2 separate regions of the Mus musculus genome follow, and region 1 is linked to region 2. A link is a contact called in public promoter capture Hi-C data. All regions are on one chromosome and are shown on one strand. Each heading gives the region's core, a stretch centred on a gene start, on an enhancer-like site or on the middle of the called end of the contact. The rest is flanking DNA. Distances are from core to core; before and after follow the strand shown.

Region 1 (2,803 bases), core at 148-2,647, 560 kb after region 2:
CTTATTCAACATCGCTTGGAATGAATGCATGGAAGGGATCGGTTTATGATCAGAATCAGACCTTGTATGTCCCGCTGAGGAATGTGGGGGTACCACTCTCAACAGTTAAGCTCTCAGAGGATCCAAATGAAGTCACAGGAACCTACAGAAGCGTGGTGACTTACTTAAAAAGTGTTTTCAAAGACCAGAATTAGTTTGCAGAATTTAAAGATCATGAAAAAGTGGACACTAGAATTCTCAACACAAAATCTGGCGATAGTGATGCAGCATTTACACATGGGGATAACCGTCTCCATGTGGAGAAGAGGAGATGCCCATGAGAAGGGCACAGGCAATGGAGTTTATGACCATTCCCACTTGTACTGAGTTCCCTGTCTGGTTTTACAGATGAGAAAAAAACAATAAAGTAAGAGTCATATAAGTTCACAGCTGAAAGCAACACCCTGATTAAACGGGTGCTGAGCTTGGATCACAAGATTGAGCAATGCCTGAACACAAATGGGAGAATGACCCAGGAATACGTAATGAAGGAAAATGTTGAAAATACTACTGGCACAAGAATTCTTACTATGCATGTAATTTTTGAGTACCACCAGCTCATGATTCATAGAGTAAAACGTGACTTCCAAATTACAAACAAAAATGGCTACTTGGGACACTACATGGAAGATGGACTTCAAAGCTATGAAGCTCCCTCACCCGCTGAGAAGGAACTGCAGCACACCTCGTGTGACGTTCTCATCTGGTTCACCAGTCCCAGCAGAACTAACTGTGGTTTGCAAGCTCCTGACAAGTGACCAAGTGACGAGCAAAGGTGGAATGGCAGGCTTCCGAAACTCGCCTCCCAAGAGAGCAGTTACTTACAAACTTAGCAACTGTCCAAGAGAACTTACACAAGCCGTTGACATCCAACATACTGGAGATACCCCTGTCACTCATGTCCACTTCCGGCTGGTTCTTCTCCCTGCTCTCCTCCACCAGCTTCTTCAGTGACTTGGACATGTTCTGTAGCAAAGGACAACAAAGCACGTGGATGATGGCAAAAATGGGAGCCTGGGGGTTGTGGGGCAGGTTAAGGCAGGAAAGGAGCAGAGGCCCAGGCTGAATTCTCCAGGGCTGCCTAGGGGAGAATGGGTATCACCATGGAGTCCTTAATGGAGGACTTGGACCCCGCACACTCACCGCAGCGAGCAACACCTGGTGGGTGTGATTAGGGACCTGCAAGGGAAACTCGGGTGGAGAGCGATGAACTGGATCAGCCGAAAACAGGATCCCGCAGCAGGAACACACCCTGTCCCAGCGATCGCGCAGGCGCACACAAAATCCGGCCAACCCCACGCCCCTCCCGGCCTGACACTTCCCAAATTAGGAGAACTGTTTCCCAGCTGTGGCTCCAGGCGAGGCTCTGCCCACTGAAGAAAGTGGACCCCGAGGCGGACCAATCGTACACGTTTTAGTCTCAGAGACTCCGCCCTACGCTGAGGAACGCCCATCTTCTTGAGTTTGGAACTTGAATTGGACTCAGCAAGTGCATGTGATCTAGATTCTGCGCATGCTCAGTAAGCTAGCTGAAGGACAAAGTTCTGTGGGCGGAAGCAGGGGATTCTAAGCTGGTCGCTGGTACCGAGGTAGACTCTTAGAATGCAGCTTGTGTTGAGGGATTTGGAGTTCCGTCCTGAGAAATCCACAAGTCAGGTACTCTCTTTTGTCCTGCGTCTTTCGTTGCCGGTCCCCTCCCACGGAGAGTTGTTACCGTGAGTCCCTCGTGTGCCCCTGGCTGTCGCAGACCTGGTGGAGGTATGAGGTCTGGATTATGGTAAAGATTCTGAAGACAAAGATTCCGCCCGAAACTTATGTCCTCAGCTGGTAACTCACAGGTTTCTGTATCTAACTGTTTTGCTCCGTTCCTTTTGGTCTTGGGAACTGGAATCTATCTCCCTTAGGGTTAGATGCTAACAGTAAACCACGACTATGTCAGAAGTCTGAGTTGGTGTTTACACCCATGAACCGTGAAATCTTGGCTCTTAGAACTCTCCCACTTTCTTCAAATAGAATGGATGGATAGATAGATAGATAGATAGATAGATAGATAGATAGATAAACTTTCTGCTGACCCTCTGGGTTCTACCTCCTAATGACTAGATCTTGATGACCCAGTAAAAAACTTAATCTTAGTGACAATTTCACACTATTAAATAGGAAATCATTCCAGAATTATTCCTCTGGCATTAGGTACATGACAGATAAGCAGTCAGACAGACGTGCAGAAGTTTAGACACACATATATAAGCAATGAGCCAAGCAGGTACTAGAAAAAGATTCGGCACTTTGAATTTGAAAGCAGAAATTTCTCCTTAAACACACTTCAGATGAAACGATGATACTTGCAATGCAGGCAACTTGCATTGTCCAGGCCTCATCACTTTTTTTTTTTTTTTTTTTTTTGGTTTTTCGAGACAGGGTTTCTCTGTATAGTCCTGGCTGTCCTGGAACTCACTCTGTAGACCAGGCTGGCCTCGAACTCAGAAATCCGCCTGCTTCTGCCTCCCAAGTGCTGGGATTAAAGGCATGTGCCACCACGCCCGGCTTGCCTCATCACTTCTTAAGCTAGACATTTGCTGAGAGCACTGATCTAGCACAGTCTCATACAAGCTGTGGATGCAGTTTCAGTTTCTGTGAGCCCTCTAAGCCCAAAGCATCAATATTTATTAGTGCTTTTTGAAAGGTTACTGATAGTTTTTCTCTGGCTGTTTCTGATGGAGATAGTTTTACTATATAAGTTTAAAGCATCATTTAGGGCTGG
Region 2 (2,737 bases), core at 47-2,546:
CCCCTGTTTTTGAAAGTTGCTCTTAAAAAAAAAAAATCACCACTAACAGTTTAAGCATGGAATGTTCTTAATATCTTCAATATCTACACCAGTAGGAATGTGCTCTGTTCTCCAGAGTCAGTGTACTTAGCCACTAATTAATTGTTTGAGACCATATCTCTTTTATGTTGCCCAGACTTATGTAAAACTCCAGGTTTACAAGCCTCAGCTTCTTGAGTGGTTGGAAATAGACAGCTACTGCCATTAATTGCAGCTAACTCTTTCACATTTCATTGGAAAATAGGTGCCAGTGATTCTGAAGACAAGGATAAAAACCTAAAATACAGAGTTAGTCACTTATGGCATCAGGACCTTAGCTTAAAAGGTCTCTAGAGGTTCCCAGTCCCAGCTAACCTGGACTAGCAAAACAGAACAGACTGGCAATGCTTGAACATTTCAAAGAGAAGCATTAAGAAATACAAGTGATAGTTCTCATCAGAGCTGGCAGAAATTTCCTTAGACTTTAACTGGATTCGTTCCCTGTTAAAGTGCACATCACCAATCCGGTTAAAGAATAGTGTATAAGGATTTTTATCCCTGTATGTAGAGGACATATTGCAAAAGTAATGTTCTTTTAGTCACAGTCAGTGCTAAGTAAATTTTAAGCATGCTTCCTGTTTGGTTTGGCTATTTAAGTAAAATTCGTTTCCTGGAAAAGCTAAAACTATTGCTGAGAGAAGTTGCTGTCTGGATACACATTCGCTCTGCAGCTGTCTCCAGTGTCTGTTCTGATGCCTGGAACATAGTAGTCTTTCTACAACACACGGGAAGGACATGCCTGGAGGTTAATGAACTTCTTGATTTATAAAGAGATGATGACGCACTTAACTTATTATGATCCATCGTCCAAGGGCAGCTTGGATTCTATTGACCCTTCCGTTTGCAGATCTGAAACAGGTTAGGTGTTATCTAGGACCTGGTACCGTAGAAGTTCTTGTGATTTCTTGATTTTTTTCTAATTAGTAAAATGCAAGGTTTGAACAGAAAAACTCTAAGATTTCTTCGGGTCCTGAATGCCTTAATTTTCATCTGCTAGACTTATAGGTGCTAATGTCCAGCAACTCTGTACAATTAGAAGAACCCCACCCTTTAAAAGGGTGGAGATGGGGTTTGGGGTAGGAGAGAAGCAGCTTGCAAATTGCTTCATGTCCACTAGGGGGCAGGTTTTTACACATCTGCGGTTAAGAATGAGTAGACACAGAATCGTGCCCATGAGCTGCTATTGTGGCATAGGATTACAAGTTGCATAACACTTCACACTTGAACAAATACTTCACACGGAGAACACAGTGTCTTTCTTTGGCAGATAAGAGAAACTGGCATAGTCAGAGCATAGAAATTCACCAAAACCGTGGTCTAAGTTGCCAGCATCTGGTTTTTGCTTTGTACGTGTCTGTGGGATGCCTGAATTACTGAATGCTGTGCTCATGGAGGTTGCTGGGAAACCTGGGGATAGGTTTCACCAATGTTCAGGATACGAGGAACAACTACCTCACCCACGTGTGGCCTGCAAACGGGGTGGGATGAAGTCGTGAAAAGCCAGGTTGGAGAGACAGACTGCTTTCTGAAGCACTCAGAAGTGATTTTTTTTTTAAATCAAAGAAGAAAACATCTTGAAAAAATTGGCTGCTGGTGGTACTGTCTCCTCTGCATTGACATCATCCATCAACCAAGAGTGTAGGAGAACTGTCAAATACTGGCAGCCCTAGAGATAAGAGAAATCGCGGGCGCTTGAACAATGGCGAGTGTCTCAGCACACAGCTGGAGCCCCGCTTGGTGGTTATTTGGGGAGGGGTATAACGGGGAAGAGGAAGAACAAGCGGGCATTTGTTCAAATCCTCAATTAGAATGATCTGATTCATAATTTTATTTATTGTCAGAATAACTTTCTGCCCTGCCCTGCACATGGTGTGCGGCTACCGCCTTCTTCATTTTTCTGCTGTTGTTTGTACTTGGGTTTGGTGTTTCTCAATGTATTCTCCCTCACAGTAGCTGTTGACAGGTCCAGCCCTGTAACCATCTGGCTCCTGAAGTAATGAGACCAAATGAAATGGAGCTTGAAGAAATTAACATTCTTTCCTTAATCTATTAATAACTGAAAAGTGTTGATTTTAGTGACAGCCAGATACTTTATTATGAAGCATATTGGTTAATTAAGAGCATCATAATGAAGGTTATAGGAATGCATATCCCTCCAGAAACACATATTTTTAATAAGCATAATTTGATTCTTCTCACGCACTCCAAAAAAAAAAAAATCAGTGAAAATGTTATGCACAAAGAGAGTCTCAACAAAAAAATAAACACTTAATTTTTGTATGTACGTACCACACTACTGTTGTTTGGTTAAGTGTGCATCTCAAATACAGCTGCTGGATTCCAAAGGAATTTGCAGATAATTACAGGTCTTCCTATTTTATCCCTCCACTGTCTGAAAATACTCTCATCTCTCTACTAACAGCCCATGTTTGTGAGTCTTAGGCTCCTTACGGGGGGTAGGGAGGAAGGGAATCGTCCACATTGCCAAAATTAAAAAACGCACAGACTTTGGTATTTAGATCATAGATAATGATATTTCCTTGCTCAACTCTGATGTTTGCAAACATTTTCCTTGTGCCTGTGAGACTTTCATGAAAACTCTAGCTTGTGCACAGAGATGTCATTAATAATAGATGTGCTACGGCACCTTGGCTCACCT

What was found. Promoter capture Hi-C pulls out the DNA fragments that hold promoters and counts their contacts.
Region 1: a contact with region 2 is called in a promoter capture Hi-C map of hippocampal neurons, with 8 times the contacts expected there. The contact joins the promoter of Rsu1 here to the enhancer-like site in region 2. A contact is called at or near these places in 11 of 39 promoter capture datasets (the 3T3-L1 cell line, the C10 cell line, the HPC-7 cell line and 6 more), 3 of 15 datasets of contacts at CTCF or cohesin (the NIH/3T3 cell line, embryonic stem cells and stem cell-derived epiblast-like cells), 31 of 484 Hi-C or Micro-C datasets (the 63-12 cell line, the Ba/F3 cell line, CD4 T cells and 17 more), 10 of 115 datasets of contacts at active chromatin or transcription factors (the 230-238 cell line, CD4 single positive thymocytes, bone marrow-derived dendritic cells and 5 more) and 3 of 9 other capture datasets (adipose tissue, liver and pancreatic islet).

The regions. Positions count from the first base shown.
Region 1 is chr2:13,270,018-13,272,820 of GRCm38.p6, forward strand. It overlaps Rsu1 (Ras suppressor protein 1), which reads right to left and starts at 1,398. Exons shown (of 9, transcript NM_009105.4): 1 at 1,183-1,398; 2 at 894-1,005. The coding sequence starts at 1,002. It overlaps Gm13270 (a long non-coding RNA gene), which reads left to right and starts at 1,560. Exons shown (of 3, transcript XR_865976.2): 1 at 1,560-1,695.
Region 2 is chr2:12,708,030-12,710,766 of GRCm38.p6, forward strand. No RefSeq gene overlaps it. Among named protein-coding and RNA genes, the nearest start is that of Pter, 210 kb to the right of the region's middle. Within about 2 kb of position 1,297, at least 50 of the 459 cell types and tissues checked have an H3K27ac peak or open chromatin away from gene starts, as enhancers often do. A contact at or near this core is called in the NIH/3T3 cell line, cerebral cortex and hippocampal neurons, where this site is marked.